Linked DNA regions of Rattus norvegicus: region 2 is linked to region 1. The links are chromatin contacts, called in public Hi-C maps. All regions are on one chromosome and are shown on one strand. Each heading gives the region's core, a stretch centred on a gene start, on an enhancer-like site or on the middle of the called end of the contact. The rest is flanking DNA. Distances are from core to core; before and after follow the strand shown.

Region 1 (3,471 bases), core at 288-2,787:
AACCTCTTTAATTAAACCTCCTCCCAAACCCATGAACCATTCAAATTTAGCCCGTTCTCGCAGTCTTAGGTAAGGTCTATCTTTTTCTGGAAGTTTCCCTGGACCATTTTAGCCCACAGATTATCACCCCACCCACCTACCCAAACACGTACTGTACTTACTGACCAGAAAACAGAATCACCAGGCATATTTACACCATTAAGTAAATGTTGCGCATCTGATCTTCCAAGGAAAAGAATGGTGTCTCAGGGCTTTGGAAAGCCCACCCGCCCTACCACCCCATCTTTGAAACCCCCTACTGAGCGTGTTCATCTTCCTGAATAGTGAGTCAATCAGTGAATTGTTTGGGCTAAGGCATGCCAAGATAAAAGCATGTTGAAATGAAAAGGACTTAAAGGATGGGTAAAAAAGAAGTACTAGGTGTCAAATGGGGGAAAATATAGAACAAAGGTGTTCGACTAATATCTGTTTTATTTGTCACGGGGTTGAAAACAGATATAGGGGAGGGAATGTCAACTGGAAAATGAAAAAAAAATATTTGAGGGGGGATGATAGCAAGAGAAACATGAAGCCCCGGAAAAATGTTGGGTCAATTCTACTAAAACCAACAGGTAGGCCAATTGCGTAAGCAAAGGGGGTTACTGGGATGGCATGGATAGGGAGATACAATCACGTAGGCAAGGGAATTGGTAGGCCATATGACGGGGCACAAGTGGAGGAAATGGTCGCCAGTAAGTTAGCTGACTGAGTGGGTGGCATGGTTAGGTGTTTAGTCTGGAAGGAACAGGTGTGGGGCATTTCATTTAAAATCTAACCCCTCCCTCACCTTGACCCGGAAGCGGATGAGTGCTAGCCTCACGCAGTGGCTCAGACAGGCAGGTGGCAGGAACCAGGCCCGCGGTGGAGGGGTGCCCTTGTTGCCCACGTGTCCCACGATCAGTTGCGCAGTCTGCCGCTCCGCCTGGCACCGACGGCCCCACTCCGCCAGTCGGTCCTTCCCCAGGCCCCCAGGGAACATGACCACCAGCTCCAGGCCGTCTCCGCCCGGATAGGCACAAGCCTGGCACAGCGCTGACAAGTAGCCCAGCATGGCATTCCACTGGCCGCCACAAACCCAATCCGTCTGGTAGCCACCATAGAGCCGCGGCAGCGCGGAGCCCGCGTCTACCAATACCCGAGCCCCAGGCAGCGGAGGGGGCGGCGGCGGATGCAGCCCTGGCGGCGCTTGGCCATGGTGGTGGAAATGGTGAGCAGGGTGATGGTGCCGAGTCGGCCCCGCGCCCCCGGAGTAAGCACCAAAGGCAGCAGGCGGGAGCGGCGGCGGCAGAGGAGCAGAGCCCCTGGCGATGCGTGGAGCCCCTGGCGCTAGGGCTGCTGGCGGCAGCTGGCGGTGCAGGTGCTGCTGCTGCTGCTGGCGCGAGACGGTGCGCGCGAGTTTGAGGAGGTCCACAGGCACCACAGCCCCGGGACAGCGCTTCTCCAGGAACTCTTGGAAGCCCTGGACGCCCATGCTTCCTCCGTGGGCAGAAGAAACAGCGGCTGCGCAAGCGAGCCAGGCGGCGATCCCCGCGCGAAGCTGGAGGCGGGCGCGTGCGCACTCCGCGGGGGGTAGGGGCGAGGGGGGCGGGGAGAGGGTTCGAGAGCGGGAGGGGCGAGGGAACGTGGGCGGGGAGGGGAGGAGACCACAGACTGGGTGCGGATGGAGAGCAGAGGTGAGGCTGACCAGACTCAGAAGAGGCTGGGAAGATAAAAGCGATGACAAATCGTAGTCACTTCTCTTTTCCCGTTCCCCTCCGCTGCTCTTCTTCACCTCTTCAAAGGGGGTGAAGCCTCTGCCTTCCACCTCCGGGAGCCATGTTGCCTCGTCTTCTCTGTGATACTCGCTTTCTAGCTGGGGGAGGGGTGCAGGGGCGGGGCGGATGAGCATCCTGGGAGTTGTAGTCTTTTCCTGGATAGCCTCAGGATCTAGTCTTCGAACCAGAGGATCACTCCTGTCAGGCCTTGATGTTCGTAAGTGTCAGAAGAAGCAAGGCATGAAAATGTGTGTATAGGATTTACACCAGAACTCTTAGTATCCAACCGAGTTGCCTCAGGATATTACACCACCATTCCCAGGGAAAGGAATGGAGCTGATGCATCATGGGAAAGGAAGTACTGTGGATTGGTAGAATTTGGCTAAAGTGAGCTAAAGTTCCTTGAGAGGGAGAAATTTCCCTTCCATAGAAAAGATAATATGCACAACATTAAATGAATGGAAAAGAACACATGTGAAGCATAACAACCACTACCATTTCTGTATCAATCCACTTGATTTTAGCTACTGTCATACTTTGAAGAGTTGTCCCCCTTACGAATGGTAAAAACATTTATTTAATACAATGAATGCATAGACAAACTAAAATCGACTCTAAGTTGCCTCAGGATCTCTGGTCAGGGAGATTAAACACTCGCTCAAATTCAACTACAACTTGGACCTTATTGGTACTCAGCTATGAATATGGTTAGGTGATTTGTTTTCCAACCTAGTAAATTTGCCCATGTGGGAGCAATTCAAAATAGCTGCAAAGCTTCTAATTTGATCACAGTCTTTTGAAGAGTACGTTTCAGCATGCTTCTCCAATGAAATCCATGTAGAGCCTTCTTCTGTCAAGCTTTTAGGGCTCAGTCCTTCAGCCAGAATACAGCAGAAAATAAGATCTGCAGAACACAAAAGGGCAGAACCTCAGGAATGGCATCAGACTGGTCTGTTAGGATGGAAATGCAAACTGGTTGCAAATTCTAGAAAGGGGTTTGTCATAAGGTCTAGAGTGGCAGGGATGGGAGGACAACATGAAGGGGAAGGAAGGGATGAAAGATGGAGGGAATAGATGCTTTCAGTAAAATGTGCTTACTAGAGAGTTTGCCCAGCATCCCTGTCCTAGAAATTAGCCCTCTCATTGTTAAATTGATAGGGTTACTGCAGAAGCTGTTGTCTTAGGTATGGTGGTATGTGCCTGCAATTCCAGCACTCAAGAGGTTAAAATAGGACAATCACCTTAAGTTTCAGGTCAACCTAGGCTACCCAGTGATTTCAAAGAAGCAAGAGAGTAAATAAATCCTATCATGTTCGCATATTCTTGTAATGCCATATTTTAACTGGATGTGTTGGCTTACATCTGTAAACCCAGCATTCAGAAGGACAAGGCAGGAGGATTGCCACCTTGAAACTAGTGTTTTCCATGTCAGCCTGGGATAAGAATGAAACCAAACAAACAGTAAAGAAAAAACATTAAACCCTAACAACAACAAAAATAATTGGATCCCACAAGTGAGATACTTTTAGATGAAAACTCTTATATTAATCTACTTTCAAAGCATCCTTTCTAAGCTGGTGAGATGGCTCTCTGGTTAAAATGCTTGCTTTGTAAACATGAGAACCTGAGTTCAATCCCCAGAGCCCACATCAAAAAGCCAGGCTCAATGCAGTGCATT
Region 2 (4,037 bases), core at 1,145-3,644, 200 kb before region 1:
TACCTCTAGGAAGTAATAAGACATATACACAACTATAAGATGAAATAATAATTTTTTTGATATTTTGAGACAAGCGCTTACCAATGAGCTATATCTCAAGCCCTTTACATTATTTTCATTTTGAGACTGAATCGTGCTAAGTTGCTGAGCTGGTTTTGAACTGGCTCTATAGCTCAGCCAGGCCTTGAACCTGAGACCCACTGACCCCACCCTTACTTTGTTTTTGAGTGTAACAGGAACAGCTCCTTTAAAAGTTAAGATTGACAACTTGCATTTTAGAACTTCACATAAAGCAAGAGAATGGTGCCATATACTGTTTTTATTATATTCCAGTATAAAAATTCCCCCCAGTAATAGGATAACATTTTGATTTTTATTACATACAATAACCTCACTGGAAACCTGAGTGACAGGTGCATTTGTCCTACTGTTTTACCCTATGTCTTTTTATTTTAATTTAGTTAGATGGCCCTGCAGACAGCACAGAAATAAAATATTATTCCAGTTCTGCCTCCATTTATAGAATGCAAGCAAACTGTTTTACAGCTATGAAAGAGGTATTGATTTGTAAGTGAGGCTCACAAAAGCAAAAGCAACTTGGCCAAGGCCACTGATAGTAAGTTACAAAGAAATCCATGTTCTTGGACTCGGATATCTCAAAAATACAGTACTGACTCCCCCAAAGTCAGGACATGCGGAAAAACACAACCATATACTTTCTTTGTAGCTAGAACACAGCTACAAAATCAAATATGCATGCATATATAGATATATTTATATATTTATATTCGTATATACACACATAGTACAATAAATACATATAGGAAAACGAGAGAAACCAGCTAGGACCTAGTCCGCGGAAGAGGGATAGAAAAACCTAAGTCTAGTAAATTGAGAGAGGGGCTAGTTTCTGAGCAGTAGGTAGAAAACAGGGCTGAGAGGAGGAGAGAGCAAGAGAAAACAACACACCTGGCCAACGCACCCTGAGCAGCCTGGCCTGCCCTTCTTACCTGCCGTGAAACCAGTCCTGGCACATGTCACACTCGATCATGAAGCGGGTCACATCGTAAGGCAGTCGACAGAGGCAATACACAGGCACCGAGGCCATCTTCACAGGGGGTTGGATCGTTTTGCGCCGTGCCAGTTTTGAAGCTTTACAGGGTCAGAAAGGCAGCAACAAGCAAGCCGCCTTCCCTAGACGATGGCTAGACACAAACAACACTTCTTTACAAAGTGACTCCTCCGGCCCCAGGTTTCCAAATCGTTCCGTGTCTCCGCCCCCACCCCACCCCCTGGGTACCAACCTCCAGTTCTGAAAAAGGGAGTAACCAAGCCAGGACTCAACACAGCTGGTGAGAGTGCAGGAGTTAAGTGGAGAAAGTCCACCCACCCTTCAGGATTTCTTTCACTTGGAAAGAACAGAAAGAACGTTCTGCTTTCTGCTCTGCCCTGCCTTCCAAACGCCTCCCCCAGACCCCTACCTTCTTTGGCCCTGAAGTCAGTGACAACTTCTTTCCGGGTTTCATGTAAATATCTTGAAAGCCTTCGGGAAGCTTCTTTAATCCCTCACTGAACCCCTCTCTTCACTGCTCTCTTGCTTCCCAGGACTCAGCTCCCTTTATTATGACGCAAACCGCGGCATAAAAGATGAGGCTGGGAAGAGGGAAGCTGAGGAAGAGACCAGAGACCCTCTCTAGCCCCCCAAAATAGGAAGAGGCAGAGATGCGGAAATCCCTCTAAGTCTCCGCAGGTTATTCCGAATTGCCTCACCCCCCCCCCCCAAAGCCTTCAGGAACAAGAAAACAAGACTAAGCACCCAACTCAAATCACAGTTCTGGGATTGCGTTCGGAGAGTTTAAATTATCCTTTTCGTCATTCTCAGTATCATTCCTTCCTGAGCAGTAAGGAGTCTCATTATGCTCCAAAATGAAATAAACCGCAATTTCGTCCTCCACTCCAAAGCTGACAGGGTGCTCATCTCACCCCTGACACTAAAAAGGATCTCTTCGAAGCCCCAGTAAACTGACTAGAATTTCCTCACACCCGCGAAACTAAGCGAAGATTTTTTTTCCTTCCACACCTCCAAATGGCAGGCATTGCTTTGCAATCCCCTCAGACTGCCGAGGGTTCTGCTGTTCCCCACACCTGACAGACGTCTCGTCTGAAATAAGAATCTATCTTGCTCGTAGCCCCCAAAACTTACGAGGATCTCTTTACGCCTCCCCCACTGACAGGAACCTTTTTACGCCCCAAACCTGATAAAAACGTCCACGGTCCCAAACGCTACAAAGATCTCTTCATGCCCGAGGCTGCAGGGGGAACTCCTCAGGGCGCAGAGCTCAGCCCCAGAGACTCGCCAGCGGCTAGGCTCGCTCCGGGGCAACACAGCTCTGCGCTAAGCAGAGGCTATTCGGGCAGTTCCGGCCCGAGGCGGCGCGCGGTGAATTCTGGGATTGCCGCTGCAAAACTGTGAAGCTTACTTGCCTTCTCCTAGAAACCACATGCCGCGTCACGCAGTGCCCGTGGTCTGACCGGGCTTTAGGGCAGCGTTCACCACAGTCTCCCCCCCCAACCCCCCACAGTCTGGCCCTTTAGAGCCTTCTAGAGACCGAGGGCTAAGCCGAGGGGGCGGGGCCGCCGGGCGCACTGGCAAGCGGCTTTGTCGCTGCCCTCTTCACGAGATAGGCTCGCCGGGTCTGCAAAGACTGCTTGAGAGGTCGCCAGAACCCAATAATAGGGGGGATGTAGGAGATTCAAAGCAATCAATAAAGTTTATTCAAAATCACGAGGAAGCTGAAGCGGAGAGGGGTGGAGAAATATGGTAAACAGCTACCATATTGAGAGTGGCGGCGTTCTGTGAGGAGACAAGCTTGCCGCCATCTTATGAGGCTCGGGCACTAGAGGTGAAGGTGGAGCCCGGAACATCAAGCCCGCAACTCTTGCGTGACGTCATGGGGCGGGGCGACACCTTGAGAGAGCCTAGGATGTGAGCCTCTGCTAGGTGGCCCAATTGTGCTTGAGACCTTGAGCTGATAGGCGGGGAAGCCGCCATCTTAGGCGAGGCGGTAGTTTGGCTCCATTTTGAGTGGGGCCTGGAACCCCAAGTCTTCCGTAACCCTGGGTAAACACGGGAGTTTAAAAAAACAAAAAAAAGAAAAAAAAAAAAAGAAAACCCCCGCACCTTCCTCCTCCCTCCCTCCTAACACTCGCTGCCCCTCCCTCGTCTCCTCCTCTGAGAGGAGGTGAAGCCCGTGGCTCCAAACTGCAAAATTGATACATAGGGCTGCGGGGGCGGGTTTCAGCCTTGGGAAAGAGACAAAATACTCCCTACAGCTCATGTACATCGAGCACTTTTAGTGGATGAGATCCATTTTCCATGGTTGGAATATCATTTACTCTTAACCCTGTGGAAGAAAAAAATCTGTGATTATCACCAAATGAAAAAACAGGTTTAGAGAAGGCAAATGATTTGAGATCCTGGAAAATGAAAAAAAAAGACAGCATCTAATTTCTCCCACACTGAGTTGTGAGGCTCTTCCCAGGCTCTAGTCACGGACCTTGCAGGTTCAATTCTATAAGAAGCAAAATCAGTCAAGGCTTTCCATATATCTGTACCAGGATTTTCTAACTGAAAATAGTATGCTTTAAGATGGCACTGTTTCTTTTTCTTCAGACATTAATGAAATATCCCTACTTCTCACTTTCTTAGAGAATCTCATTACTTTATAGAAGAAAATGTATTTAAAAAAAATTGTTTTCTGGAGCCGGGGAAATGGCTCAGAGGTTAGGAGCACTGGCTGTTCTTCCAGAGGTCCCTGGTTCAATTCCCAGTATCCACATGGCAGCTCACAGCTGTCTGTAACTCCAGTTCTAGGGGTTCTGACACCCTCACACAAGATACATGTGCAGGTAAAACACCAATGCACGTAAAAAAAAAAAAAGAAAAAAGAAAATTTTAAAAAAAGAATGCTTTCTTACCAAAAAAGGAAAAGAGGAGTGGAAAAAAAGAATTGGGGCAGGGCAGGGGGTGATGATCT

The links. Hi-C and Micro-C count contacts between places; a contact is called where the count stands out from the background.
Region 2: a Hi-C map of frontal cortex shows a contact between it and region 1, with 4 times the contacts expected there. The contact joins the promoter of Phf8 here to the promoter of Fam120c in region 1. A contact is called at or near these places in 2 of 12 Hi-C or Micro-C datasets (frontal cortex and mammary epithelial cells).

What each region holds. Positions count from the first base shown.
Region 1 is chrX:23,765,631-23,769,101 of GRCr8, reverse strand. Fam120c (family with sequence similarity 120 member C) reads right to left here and starts at 1,537. Exons shown (of 16, transcript NM_001427708.1): 1 at 827-1,537. The coding sequence starts at 1,510.
Region 2 is chrX:23,965,935-23,969,971 of GRCr8, reverse strand. Phf8 (PHD finger protein 8) reads right to left here and starts at 2,394. Exons shown (of 22, transcript NM_001108253.1): 1 at 2,256-2,394; 2 at 1,011-1,205. The coding sequence starts at 1,108.